Regions from separate parts of the Mus musculus genome. Here region 1 is linked to region 2. Evidence: chromatin contacts called from public promoter capture Hi-C data. All regions are on one chromosome and are shown on one strand. Each heading gives the region's core, a stretch centred on a gene start, on an enhancer-like site or on the middle of the called end of the contact. The rest is flanking DNA. Distances are from core to core; before and after follow the strand shown.

Region 1 (7,138 bases), core at 840-3,339, about 17 Mb before region 2:
GAACATGATAAAATGTCATGAAATGTAATGCTTTAGGGACATCATTGACTGAGAAGATGATCCAGGATGAGGCTATAAAAGATGGTGTCCACCGTGGCTCTCAAATCATTTTATACTATCCTTTCTATCATAGTGGACACTGGTATACCACTATGGAAAGTCTGGCTTTATAAGCCAAAGTGGCAATGGCTACACATCTGCATTGTTTTTCTAGTATCTGGTTATGTTGCCCATGCTGGCCTGGGACTGGGAATTGTCTGGACTCAGGTTCCTAAATGTTGGGCTTCCAGATCTACAACATCAAACATAGTCCCCCACCCCCAAATTAAGATGCACACATTAATACTGCGCTTAATTACGGTCCAATTATATTACATGTTCTTGAGAGGCTGCAATTCAAAACTCAGATCTCTTAATTCTCATTTCCTATTTTCGACATCTCTGCTCAACTAGCCTCTTTCAGTCATTTAACACTAAGTGGGGAGACTCCATGAAATACCATTACATGACTTGAAAAAAGTGCTAAGAAAAATCCTGATTCTTACAAATTTTTCCCTGTGTCGTCAGTAAAACATTCTTTACATTTAAAGTGAGGAATTTCTGAAGACGGAGGTGCTTACCTTCCTGTGTTCAGCTCTTCTGGCTGTGGCTGGTGACCACCTGGCGGTTCTTCAGAGGAAGTCTGCTCAGTGCTGCCCTCCTCTTCAGGCAAAGGCCGGTCAACCTGTTCTTCTGACAAAGCCAGGCCAGCCTTTCTTTGCTGTTTTCTGAGTCTTTCCTCTTCGGCCAGATAGAGGTGTTTCAGGTGCTCTGGGTAACGATCTGTGAACTGGGACTCCTGTGACGCTGGTGCCTCCTTCACCTTCCACAGCAATTTCTTGTAATTTTGCTGGATCTTCAGTTTTCTCCGAAATGCAAAACCTTGTCCTAACATTGAAGGATTTCAGTTACAATTACTTTAACAGAAAATGAAAACTAAATATTTTTTTCTTTTACTTTATATTCAAATGAGAGAATTACTTGGCTTTGCTTTAAAGATAAGGTTAGGCAACCATTTAATGGTACACTGAAGAGCAAGGTGGCCCTTTACCTAAATATAAGGGTAACAGCGAGTTGTCAGACATCACATTAAAAACTCTAAGTACAGTAAACTAAACTTTACTGCTCACCTTGAATTTAGACTCATATCCACAAATTACATTTTATTTAATCCACATACAATCTCACTTGGGTCTTCAGTAAACACTTAATAAATAAAGTAGAGTAGTCTAGTATTTTTCCCTTGGAGGATCTTACTAATCACTTATTTTCCAAAACACAACACAAAACAAAAGGGGGAGGTACTGTACAACTTTCTGAACACCTGTCGATTATTCTTAGATCGAACAAAAACCACTTAAGCATCTGACATGCAACGAGAGGCCTTCAAAGACAAGACATCGAATCGAATCTAAGGAAGGCAGCAGTATGAGACTGGAGGGCTACTGTGGTGTCTTTTGGTTATCAAAGCTTTGGGGCAGAGTATTTTAATGTAATATTGTATCTATATTACATACTTGCTGTAGTAGAGATGCAAGTATGTCTGGGTGCTTCTTAGCCAAGCGCACCTCTAGACGCCCCGTGTCTTCGCTTAGACCTGAGATCTGCGTTAAATCACTGAAGCTGACCGCACCGTCCGGTTCTCAGTCAAAGGACTGAGAAGCTCTCGGACTTGGCGAGCTTAGGAACGGCTTCCCCGATCTCAAGCCGGATCCCATCCTACTCCCTCGACTTCGGCGGGCCCGAGCGCTCCTCCACGGCTGTCCCTCCTTACCCTTGCGCACGCTCCCCCGGAAGGCTTGCTGGGGGTTCGGCCGCCAAGTCCTGCGCTTCCCATTCTGGTTTCCGAATCTGACCTGAGAGATCCCTTCCCCACGCGCCGCAAACCCTCCGGTCCGCCACTTGGAAGACGGCCGCGAAGGCGCCATCTTTTTCCACGGTGGGAGTTCCTGGAACGCCAGTGGACGCCGACCTAACACGTCACGAGGCGGAAGCAATCAATCGCCCAACCCGGCGCGTGCTCGGAGCTCGACTGCCTCAGCCTGAGCCGCTTCCGGCGGGGAAGAGAGGGGTCGCGCGGCCATGTTGGCGCCACCTGCAGCCCCGGAGGATGAGCGTCATGGCGGCGGCCTGCCCTCTGCCCAGGACCCCGGACCTGCCCACGCTGCACGACAAGTTACAGGGCTTGCTGAGCTTCCTCAGGGGCGCCCTGGCCATTTCCAGCGCGCACACGGTGGACTTCTACACCAAGTCGGTCTGGCAGGAGCTGGTCGACCTGCCCCCTGAGAGCGTGCTGGCGGCGCTGAGGGAGTCGGCGGTGGAGGCCGAGCCGCGCGAGGCAGAGACGGGATCAGGTGACTGGCGGGGCGGGCGGGGCGGGCGGGGCGGGGGCTGTCAGCGCGCCCCCTGGTGGAACTCGGCGGAAGTGGCAGGGACTTGAAGGATGCTGTTACCTAGGAGATGAATTGGAGGGAGCTGAATAGCGAGGATGGATGGAGACGGGCGGGGTCCCCTCTGGGTTCTAATCTGGGTGTTGGTCAAGTTCCACAACTTAAAGTAGTCAACCCGGGGAAGAGGCGTTCCTTCATTTATTGATTCAACAATTTAGTTTTGAAAACATCTAAAGGCTGTGTGATGATCAATACAAAGTAGAAGTGGACTTGGGGGACCAATAAGAGCCAGTTCCTACTCGGCACAAGGTATCGTGGATTAGGATGGTGATAGTGAAAGCTTTGAGTGCTCGCTAGTTAATTTGAAAACACACCTTTAATTCCCAGCACTTGGGAGGCGGAAGCGGAGGCAGGCAGATTTCTGAGTTCGAGGCCTGCCTGGTCTACACAGAGAAACCCAGTCTCGGGGAAAAAAAGAAGAAGAAGAAGAAGAAAACTGTATTTTCAATATCAGTTATGCACCCTGGTGTTTTCTAGGCTCTGGAGTTTGATACCCGCAAGAAACTTAGATTCTACCAACTTAGATTCTATTCTGGAAATAGAGGAACAGGAACAGTAGCAGCTACTGGAATTGCTTGTGCTTTGCTTCCAGGTGTTCCAGATGTTGTCAGCATTAGTGAACTTACTTAATCACTGAAGCAGCCTGTAAATGCAAAGTGCCCCGGGGGCGGAGGTAGGGGCCATGGAGGGGGGGGGGTTATAATGGTAGAACTTAAGACACATTGGTTCTTGGGCAATAGTTCCTGGTTGTTGGAAAGTTAGACACCCTTTCAGTTTGCTCCCATAGTATTCTGCGTTGATAACCTGGTACATAAACTTGTAGAAAGCAGGAACCGTATTTGCCTTAACCAGGATTCCAACGTGTGGGAAACTATTTGGCATACATTAAGTACTCTATAAAATATTTGTTGAAAAAAAGTGACTCTTGTTGGCTTTCAAAAAGAAAAAAAAAACGAAGAAAATACAAGAAAACAAAACTTTTAAGTGCAGAGCAAACCTTTGTTTAACTTTGTCTCTTCCTGATGGGCTATTACCTTATATATACTAATAGCTTGATTCATTGGTGCCTATTGTATGTTCTGCAGTTTGCTTTTGCTAAAAGTTTTTTTTTCCTGTTTCCTCTGTGTGTGTGTGTGTGTGTGTGTGCAAAAGTCTGAGTACCAATTCAGAGACTAGACTCTGGACGTGATAACTTTTTGAGTTTTATGAATTCCCAGCTGTTTTTTGAGCTGACTTATTGGAAGCAGTCCTTCGGATTTTGTCATCTAGTTCTGTGAAGAGACAGCATGGTGCGATGCAGGCAGACATGGCTGGAGAAGGAGCTAAATAAGGGCCTTACATCTTTTCTTTTTTCTTTAAGATTTTTTTTTTCTTTTCCTGATTACACTGTAGCTGTCTTCAGACACACCAGAAGAGGGCTTGGACCCCATTATAGATGCTTGTGAGTCACCATGTGGGGACTGGGAGTTGAACTCAGAACTTGTGGAAGAGCTCTTAACCGCTGAGCCATCTCTCCAGCACTGAGGGCCTACGTCTTGATCCTCAGGCTGCGTGACGAGACTCTGCCGTTAGGCCTCGGGTGAGCTGCTGAGACTCAGAGTCCACCCACGAGTGACACAACCTCCAGCAACCAAGTCCCAACTACTTCAACAGAGTCAAGTCTAGTAATGCCACTCCCTGTAGGCAAGCATTGGAAGACATGATCTGTGACGCCTTTCCTGTTCAATCTACCACAAGCTCTTTCTAAACTTGTGAGGAAATCCAGCAGTGGAAGAGGTTAAGCAAATTCTACATCCCAGGGGAGATCACAGACCTCAGCAATTGTACAAAACGATGCAAATTTAAGCATTCCTTCTAACTGGGATTTTGTTCTCATTTCTCTCATTTACAGCAGTTTAAGAATTAATTTTTTATAGTCTTTCTAGATGAATACAAGAAAATCCTATGTGTTAAGCATTGACCAGAGGATACGTTAGGTGATATGCACATGTATGTGATGTGATGTGTATGAACATGTATGTGATGTATATGCATGTATATGTGATATGTTGTATATGTATATGTATGTGATGTATATGTATGTGATGTGATATATATGTACGTGTACTTGGTGTGATGTATATACATGAGAATGTGATGTATATGTGTATAGATATATGTGTGTGTGTATAATGTGATACATATATGAGATGCAGCTTTTGTTTTCTCAAATCTAGTTGTTTGTGTGTCTCAAATCAGCTGTCAACATTTTAAATCCTTCTTAGCATATAAAGGGCATTTTTATTATTTTGAAAATTTTGTGCATGTATATAGCATGCTTTTATCATATTCACCCATCATTACCTTGCTTTGTTCCCTCCCTCTCCTGCTTAACTCCTTGCTTTCTTCTTCCTAATTAGCCTCCTTCCGACTTTAATGTCTTTGTGTGTGCGCGTGCATGCATTCATGCCTGTGGTGCGTCCCCCTGTGTTTAATTAGAATTGCTTGTATGAGTATGCATGTAGCGTTATTTACTGGAGCATGAGCAACTTGTCAGGCTGTACCCCTGAGGAAAATGTGTCCTCATCTGCCAGCAATCATCAACTGCCATTTTTTTACTCTTACGACATAAAACATGTATGTATCTCAGTTGTTACATTGCTTTCAAGCTATTCTCTCAAATTCTGTACAATAAAATTCTTACTGTTTGCCCCACAGTCAAGCTGTTCTTCACTAAAACACTGTTCTTCCACATGTTGATGTGCTTGTGTGGTCTGTGTACATATGGATATGTATGTTCTTGTGAGGGACGCACATGCATGTGGGTGTACGTGTGTGTTATGACCTGATATTGATGTTCAGTGTCTTCCTTGATTGCTCTCCACACCCGTCGTGTGGCAGACAGGGTCTCACATTGAACCCAGAGCTTGCCATTTTGGCTAGTCTGGCTAGTCTGCCCTTCCAAGGATTCCCTGCTTCCCTCTCCCACAAGCTGGAATTATAGCCAGGGGCTGGGTAGCTCTGTCAGCCTGATAGAAGCTTCAGTTATTTGGGAAGAGAAAAACCTTAATTGAGAAGGCCCTCTTATCAATCAGACTGGCCTGCAGACAAGTCTGGAGGAAGTTTTCTGTATTCAAGAATATTGTGGGAAGGCCCAGCTCACTGTGGGCAGTGCTTCCCTTGGGCAGGAGGTGGTCCTTGCTTGTATAAAAAAGCAAGCTGACAGAGCCATGAAGAGAAAGCCAGGAAGCTGTATTTCTCCATGGCTTCGGCTTCAATTCCTACCTCCAGGGATTTGACCGCTCCAGTTCTTGTCTTGATTTCCCTTAGTGTTGGACTGACTGGGACATAAACCCTTTCTTCCTCAAGTACGGTCTTTCCCCATCTCAGTAGGAAGTCCCCTAGGACAGGGCGGCTCCTGTATTCATCTGTCTTTCTTAGGAGGGTAGAGGGTCCAGATTGTGGTCCTCGTGGTTATGTGGTAAGCATTTTAGCCTTGACCTTTCTCCCCACCCCTGTTCTTTATCTATATATTTGAGGGTCTCCGTGCCATTTTAGTGTCCATGACTACAACTTGACAATAGTATGCACCCCTAAATTACTTTGCTTTTTATCTATTATTTTATTTAGCAAATGCATTTCTAAATTTGTCACATTGTATAGTTTATTTCTGAAAAAAAATAAGCTATGTAAAGAAATTTTAAATTCAATTCTTATGATTAATTCTAGTTTTATATTTAGTTTCATTTTCAAACGTAATGTAGTTCATTGTGAAGATGCTTAAAGAGTGATGGACTGTATTTGTGCATTCATTAAGATGTTAATATTGGTATAGTAAAAATCTGCGTGTCAGTCCTTAATGTGTACTATTTCATCCAAAAGCAAGGTTTGCATGTTTCAATAATATATTTTCATTTTATATGCAACTATAAATTAAGCTAGAGTTGTTTAGACAAAAAAAAGAAAAAGGATAAATCCTAGCACATAATTGGATCATATAATTGATTCACACTAAAAGCAACAATATGTATTATATTTGTTCTCTTTGTGCATTACAGTATGATGGATATTTGCAAAGTTTGTAGAATTTAACACAACCCATTTTCTAAATTTAGAAAGACAAACTTAACTTTTGGCTATTAAACAATTAACAATTAAATCTTGCAGTCAACTATTGAAGAAGCCAGAACCTTAAAAGTTTTATTAAATTTTCATGGGATAAAAGTTTCCTTTTTAGAAAAAGCACGCTCAACTCTTCCACCATGGAGGGGTGGGCATTGTGCTTTTTATCCAAAGGGACATGACCATGAGGCTTTTGGGGTAGTGCTGGAACTAAGGGGTTTGACCCATAGCAGCGATGAGGAGGGATTTTCAAATGAAAGACAATTTACATCAGGCTAGGTTGCTAGCTAGACATAAATGAAAGGCACACACAATGTGAAAGATAAAAAGATTTCTTAACTTTAACAGTAAGATCAACACAGGAGGTTGGAAAAGAGAAAGATATGTCAGGAATAAGAATATTTATAGAAATAAATACAAGATATTTTTATATCACTGTGAAGATAATTATCAGGAAGATACTCTTGTCAGCATCTTCCTAAAATTCTGGTCCATTGGCTGTGTGAATAATGATTTTCCCCAACCCGTATAGCACAGTTATGTCTGTA
Region 2 (6,535 bases), core at 1,297-3,796:
ACAAACACAAACAAGAAGACACACACACAAACATACACACATAGAAAGACACACACATAGTACATGTATAAATATATACACAGGCACACACACACACCAATACACATACAGGCGCGCGCGCGCACACACACACACACACACACACACACACACACGGATCTAAGCCATGTATGGAACCCTGGAGACAGGATAACCCTGTTGTCATTGTAACTTCATGAATTGAGAATAAACAAACAGGGGTGGGCATCCAAAAAGAAAACAGAAAATAGAGATTGTCTAACCCAATACAGGCAAACTAGGTGAAAACCACACAGGTGTATTGTATTATTCCATATTCTTAATGAACTCAAGCTAAACAGTAAAATGATGACTGCTCAGCCTTGTTTCTTCCACACAGATAAGTAGTTTAAGGACAAAGATTTAATTATATCTCCCAATCACATTAAGTGGATAATAAGACCAAGAGGCTATAGACATCACAGGAAGGGCTTGCAACAATCTAAGGAGTAAATGGATCTCTGGATTTGATCTCAAAGACTCTTGAGCTGTGCCCACAATGGCCTGAATCACAAAACTTTTTCCCAAATCCTCTGGTAGCATAGTGCATAGACTAAGAGTACAAATCCTGACATTGCCTGCAACTGTTGGGTACTCTGACTTCCTTATGGGGTTAGCTAGTCTCTGCCAAGTTACCCAGTCTGTCTCTTAGCTTCCTCATTGGTAAATGAAGATAATAGAACTACCTGGTAGGAAGAGTAAATGAGTCATCATATGGGAAACACTTGCAACAGTGCTTGGGGCAGCATGAGAGCTATACAGTGCCAACCATTTATCACTTGGGAAGATGAGTATTGTGCCAGGGCCTTTGAAGCCTGAGTAAGAAGCTCTGGCATTGGCAAGCAAAAGCACATGACCTTGGCAAAATTGCTTAATTTCTCTGGGACTATTTCATTTCTTTCTGTATGATAGGAAGGCAATTATATCTTTCTGCTTACCTCACAGGGCTGTCATAAACACCAGAGAGGTAATGGATGCGGGATTATTTCAGACATTCAAAGTCTATTATGAATAAGGAACCTTACTAGTGTTATTTCCGTTTGGATTGTTTGACTTGTATATAATTGGGGCAGTTTTACACCTTACTCTTTAACACAGAGAATCATGAGGAAGGGAGCTGGGTGGTGATTGGTGGTGCACACTTCTGATCCCAGCACTGAGTAGCAGAGACAGGGGGCTCTTTGAGTTTGAAACCCACTTGGGCTACAGTGAAAGGATGGCCAAGGCTATACAAAAAAACTTTGTCTCAAAACAAAACAAAACAAAACTCATGGGGACAGAAAATATAAAATGATGATGGATTGGCCAACCAAACCCAGTTCAAAAGTCATGGGAACTGTTTCATGATTTGAAGAAATACCCAGAACTCCCATGGATTAAAATGGATTACAATGGGAAAGGTAATAAATGGAGGCAAAGATATCTTGATTCACTGTATTCTACCCATGATGGGCTCTGACTACTCACAAGCCAGGCTAGGATGAAATCTTATCTCAAGGACTTTGCACTTGGACCTTCCTCCATCAATTTTTGTGCAAATAACTCCATGGCTCATCGACTGTACACACACACTCTCTCTATATATATGATTAAGAGCTGTAGGATCTAGCTTAGTGGTAGAGCTGCTTCCTGGCATTCGTGAAGAGCCAGATTTTATTTTCTAGTACTAAACTAAAACCTGGACCTCGGAGTCTGCGTGTGAATGAAGATCGTCACTTACAAGATGCCCAACTTTGGTTTCCTTGCATGCCAAGGGGGCTTAAAAAAAACAAACAAACATACACTTCACGTTTTGAGTTTATAACCAGCATTACTGTATTATGGGTGGAAACAGCTTTTGATGGTGCACGGTATGTATCGAGCAGCAGTTAATGCTAGGTTGTGACGGTTATGCTTTCTTTCTATAATAAAACCCTTTTATCCTTTTTATTAAAAATTTTCATACAATATATTTTGATCGTGTTTTTCCCTTTCCCAACTCCTCTCAGATTCTCCCAACCCATTCAACTGTACATTCTTCTCTCTTAAAAAAGAAAGAAAGAAAGAAAGAAAGAAAGAAAGAAAGAAAGAAAGAAAGGAAGGAAGGAAGGACGCTGGGCAGTGGTGGCATAAGCCTTTAATCCCAGCACTTGGGAGGTAGAGGTAGGCGGATTTCTGAGTTCGAGGCCGGCCTGGTCTACACAGTGAGTTCCAGGACAGCCAGGATTAGAGAAACCCTGTCTTGAAAAAACAAAACACCAAACCAAACCAAACCCCACCATCACCACCAATCTACAAAAACGAAAATCAAGACCAACAGGCAAATGACAAATATGACAAACAATGTCCAAAACAAAACAAAACGTCCACAAAAATACCACTGAGTTTGTTTTGTGTTGGCCAACTTCTCATGTAGCAAAAACTGTACATCCGCAAACTGCACGACTGACAATCAGGAAGAGCACGCATGCTCGGCCCGCCTCTTCCGCCCACATGACCCACACATCCTGGCTTTCCAACATGGCGGCGCCCAGCGGCACTAACTACACGTGAGGAAAAGCAGGCACCGGAGCATTGGAGAGTACCGCGTGGGAGTAACTTTCTCCTCCGCAGTGCCCGCGGATCCCTTCCTGTCGTCCTGAGACCCTCGCGGGCCGCTGTCCCGCCGCAGCCATGAAGCCAAAGCCACTTTCGCACAAGACCGAGAACACATACCGGGTGAGCGCGGGAGTTTGGGCCCGGAGCCGCGGTTCGCCCTGCCTCTGCCTGACCAGCTGATCGCCTTAACCCCAGGGCCTGCAAGTCCGGGCAGAGCCGGAATCGCTTGCCCGGGGCTCTGGCGAAAATGGGAGACTATGCCAGTATAAAAAAAAAAAAAAAACATTAGTTCGCAGGGGAGTGAGGAAACTTGAATTCCAGAGTCCGCCTTTTAGCGGTGAGATCTGGCCTGTCTGGGCAACTCCCTTCACTCCAGGCTCAAATTGATTGGCCCAGGGGATCGTCTGCAACCGAGTCCCCCTTCTAACTTTAAAGACTGAACAGAGGAGGGTAGAGCGAGCTGGCAAGTGGCGAATGACTTCTGCTGGCTACTGTTGTACTTTATAATGCCTTTCCAAGCCCTTTTGTAACTGAGTCTGTCTGTTTTTAAAAAATATACCTGTTCCCACAACTTAGCGAGATCCCTGTGCTTTCGGTGTGGTGTGAAAGCGTTCGTCCAGGTTCCAGTCTGTGTGGAAATTGTATTTGATAAAACATAATGTAGGAGGTAGATCGGTTGGTGGAGTGTTTGAATAACATTCAGGGAGCCCTAGGTTGGATCCCCATTAAAAACAACAACAGTTACAACAAAAACAGGTGTGATGGCTAAATGCCTGTTACCCCAGACCTGGGGATGTAGAAGCAAGAGGGTCTGAACTTAAATTTTAAGGTCATCGTTGGCTACATAGCCTGTTCCAAGGGTACTTAAGTTAAAAGAAAAAAGAAATACAGATGAAGTAAGTTATGCAAAAAGTACAAGTATTTATTATCTTCAAGTAGTAACTGCTTTTGTTTAGAGTTCTTACATTTACCTTTTGTGTTTCATAAGTAATAGCTGCTCTTATTTTAAAAAGTTACATATTTTATGACCAATAGAAACCACGGGTCTGAAATGATACGCTAAGGGTACTGTTGTTTGTGGTGATGGTCCAGAGGTTGCTCACTGAAGCTCTAAAACGTTCTGTGTTCAGAATTTGATGTGATTATGGTGTAGTTTTACTCCAGCAGATATCAAAACCTGATAAGCATTGAATGCTAATATGTCTTAAATATGCTTTTTCTCTGCAGTTTCTTACATTTGCAGAGAGACTGGGGAATGTGAACATTGATATTATTCACCGTATCGACAGAACTGCAAGCTATGACGAGGTAAGAGGGAGTTTTAAATTTCTCTCACCAATGTAAGTAAGCTGTTTTTCAAGCCATTTGTAATGTACATGCAGTGATTTAGACCTGTGTTGTCTAATTAAAAAACCACACACAGCAAATATGTTCATTCACTTTAAACCTAAATCCCTCAATAGCTATATGCAGCTAGCTGGAATCATTCGAGAGGAGTACCATACCAGATGGTGCATGTTCATCCTGGCCTTGTTCAGTCGGATGATGCCGTGTTGAACTTGACTTGGCTTGACTTGATTCTCAATTGGGTTTTGTTACTGGAAACTCTTCTTTTCTCATGTCCATTGCGAGTGGGTCTACAGACCTGTACTTTTTGGCAGCTCCGATTTTAAAGTGATTTTAGTGAAATCACTTTCCTGGTGTTTAGTTCCTTCCTCTCGAAGATACTAAACTGCACTTTTTTCTGGTTCTAACCACATACCTGCCATCTTCTGTGAAGAAGGGTTTTCCTTTTTGCTGCACCAAGCCCTTAGTGCTTCTGCTAGCCTTTCTTAAAAGCCTTAACCCTAACCTCAGTCTTGTTAGCGTTGACACCTTTAACTTGGGGTTTCAACCTCAGCTCTTCATCTGTTACTGAGCAGATTCTGTACCGAGTCTTTGCCAGCATTGTCTTCTACCACGTTAGCATGTTGAATGATAACATCTAGACCAGCATAAAAGGCTTTGAGAACTCAGTGAAAGGAGCCTTCTGAGAGTGTCAGAAAGGATGTCAGAAGATGATTTTTAAGATGGGACCTGAATTGAGTTTTGCTGTAGGTTTTAGCATGGCAAGAGGACAAGAGTGGCTTTTCCAGGCCAAGGGAAAAGTCTGCACAAAATAGCCGAAGCTCGGGAATGTGTGTCCCATTTAAAGCACTACAAAACTGTTCAGTCTTATAGATGTGTCTAGGGTGCACACGAGTGGGGTGCCTGGAACAGCAGAGGAGGGTAGCTGGAGACATAGGAAAGATCTTCAATAGTTTTATGTGCTGAGACATTTGGATTTTATCCTAAAGCCATAGGATTCTGTTCCTGAACTGTAAGCAGGGGAGTAAGTGACATGATCAAGCTTAAGATTTTTAGCCTGTCTGTCTTTAACGTGAAGGAAAGAGCAGGATGTAAACTAGCAGAGAAGATCTGATGTCTGTATGAGAAATGATTAGGATAGTGGTAACCAAATCAGAAGGGACGTTTCGGGGACATTACATTCAAGAGCGGGAACTGACCTACTGAATATGTGGAGAGGAACAGAAGGTAGGTTAAGGTTTTTGGTTACAATAGCCGGATGGTTGAAGAGACCACTCAACAATCTGGGAAGGGATTCCGGGTGAGGATGAAGAAGGAAGATTACAAATTCTGGGCCAGCCAGGACTACAGAGCAAGACTCTGCCATTCACGTGTGCATATACACTCTCTAGAGATAGGATAGGCACTGAGTGCTAATAAGAGAGAGCATGCAGCTCTTCCGAGGAAGATAATTGGTTGCACTTGGAACTTGCTCAGTGTGATGTGTAGTACCTGTGACCCATGCAAATTACAGTGTCCATGGGATATTTGAGAGAAAGGGACAGTTCCAGAAAGCACAGTTAATCTTAACTACTACTAGGCCACCAAGGGAAACACAGAAACACATTTGACTAGCAGAGTGTGGTGGTCACACATTTAATCCCATATTCAGCACCTAGAAAGCAGATCTCTGTGAGTAGGAGGCCAGCCATGCTACATGGTGAGACCCTGTCTCTAAACCTTAGTGAATCTAGAGCACAGGTGAATGCGGAGGCGCAGTTACAGACTTGAGTTCAGCAGGTGGTCTTAGCGTAAGCTACAGGACAGGTCAAAAGCACCAAGCAATAAAATGTTAAAGATGAGAGTGCACAATTTAAAAAAAAAAAAAAAACATACGGGAGTGGGTACTGGCATCTTTTCGTAAGAAATTTCCTTACATAAATTCTTAGGCTGAATCATCCAAAATGGCTTCAGTTACACATCTTACAGTGGGGGCTGTTGGTCTCCATTCTTGTTGTTTTAGTTAGAATTCTATTGCTATGATCAAGACTACAACTAAAAACAAGGGGAGGAACTCTCGGGGCAGGAACCTGGAGACTAGAACTGAAGCCGAGGCCATGGAGGAGTTCTGTGTACTGGCTTGCTCTCCACGGCTTGCTCTGTTTACTTTTGTATGCCACCTAGAACCTTCCAGGGGTGGCATGGTCCCCAGTGGACTGAGCCCTCTCACATGTACATATTTCATGTATGTGGATACACTGTCACTGTCTGCAAACACACCAAAAGGTGGCATCGGATGCCCATTACAAATGGTTCTGAGCCACCATGTGGTTGCTGGGAATTAAACTCAGGACCTCTGGAAGAGCAATCAGTGCTCTTAACTGCTGAGCCATCTCTCCAGCCCATGTTTTTGGCTTTTAATAAGAAAAATTAGATATAAATCAATATATGCATATATAAAGCACTTTTATCACACTGGGATGTGTCTTCAACATCCTTCTACTTAATGACAACAAGATGATTTTAATTTTTATTGCTTTGTTGCTGGGGATTGAACCCAGGGCCTCAAGGACAC

Evidence for each region. Promoter capture Hi-C pulls out the DNA fragments that hold promoters and counts their contacts.
Region 1: a promoter capture Hi-C map of pre-B cells shows a contact between it and region 2. The contact joins the promoter of Mettl25 here to the promoter of Utp20 in region 2. A contact is called at or near these places in 1 of 39 promoter capture datasets (pre-B cells) and 1 of 484 Hi-C or Micro-C datasets (CD4 T cells).

Annotation. Positions count from the first base shown.
Region 1 is chr10:105,836,331-105,843,468 of GRCm38.p6, reverse strand. It overlaps Mettl25 (methyltransferase like 25), which reads left to right and starts at 2,089. Exons shown (of 12, transcript NM_207522.2): 1 at 2,089-2,393. The coding sequence starts at 2,150. It overlaps Ccdc59 (coiled-coil domain containing 59), which reads right to left and starts at 1,990. Exons shown (of 4, transcript NM_025602.3): 1 at 1,814-1,990; 2 at 621-927. The coding sequence starts at 1,967.
Region 2 is chr10:88,822,825-88,829,359 of GRCm38.p6, reverse strand. Utp20 (UTP20 small subunit processome component) reads left to right here and starts at 2,546. Exons shown (of 62, transcript NM_175158.3): 1 at 2,546-2,754; 2 at 3,862-3,942. The coding sequence starts at 2,710.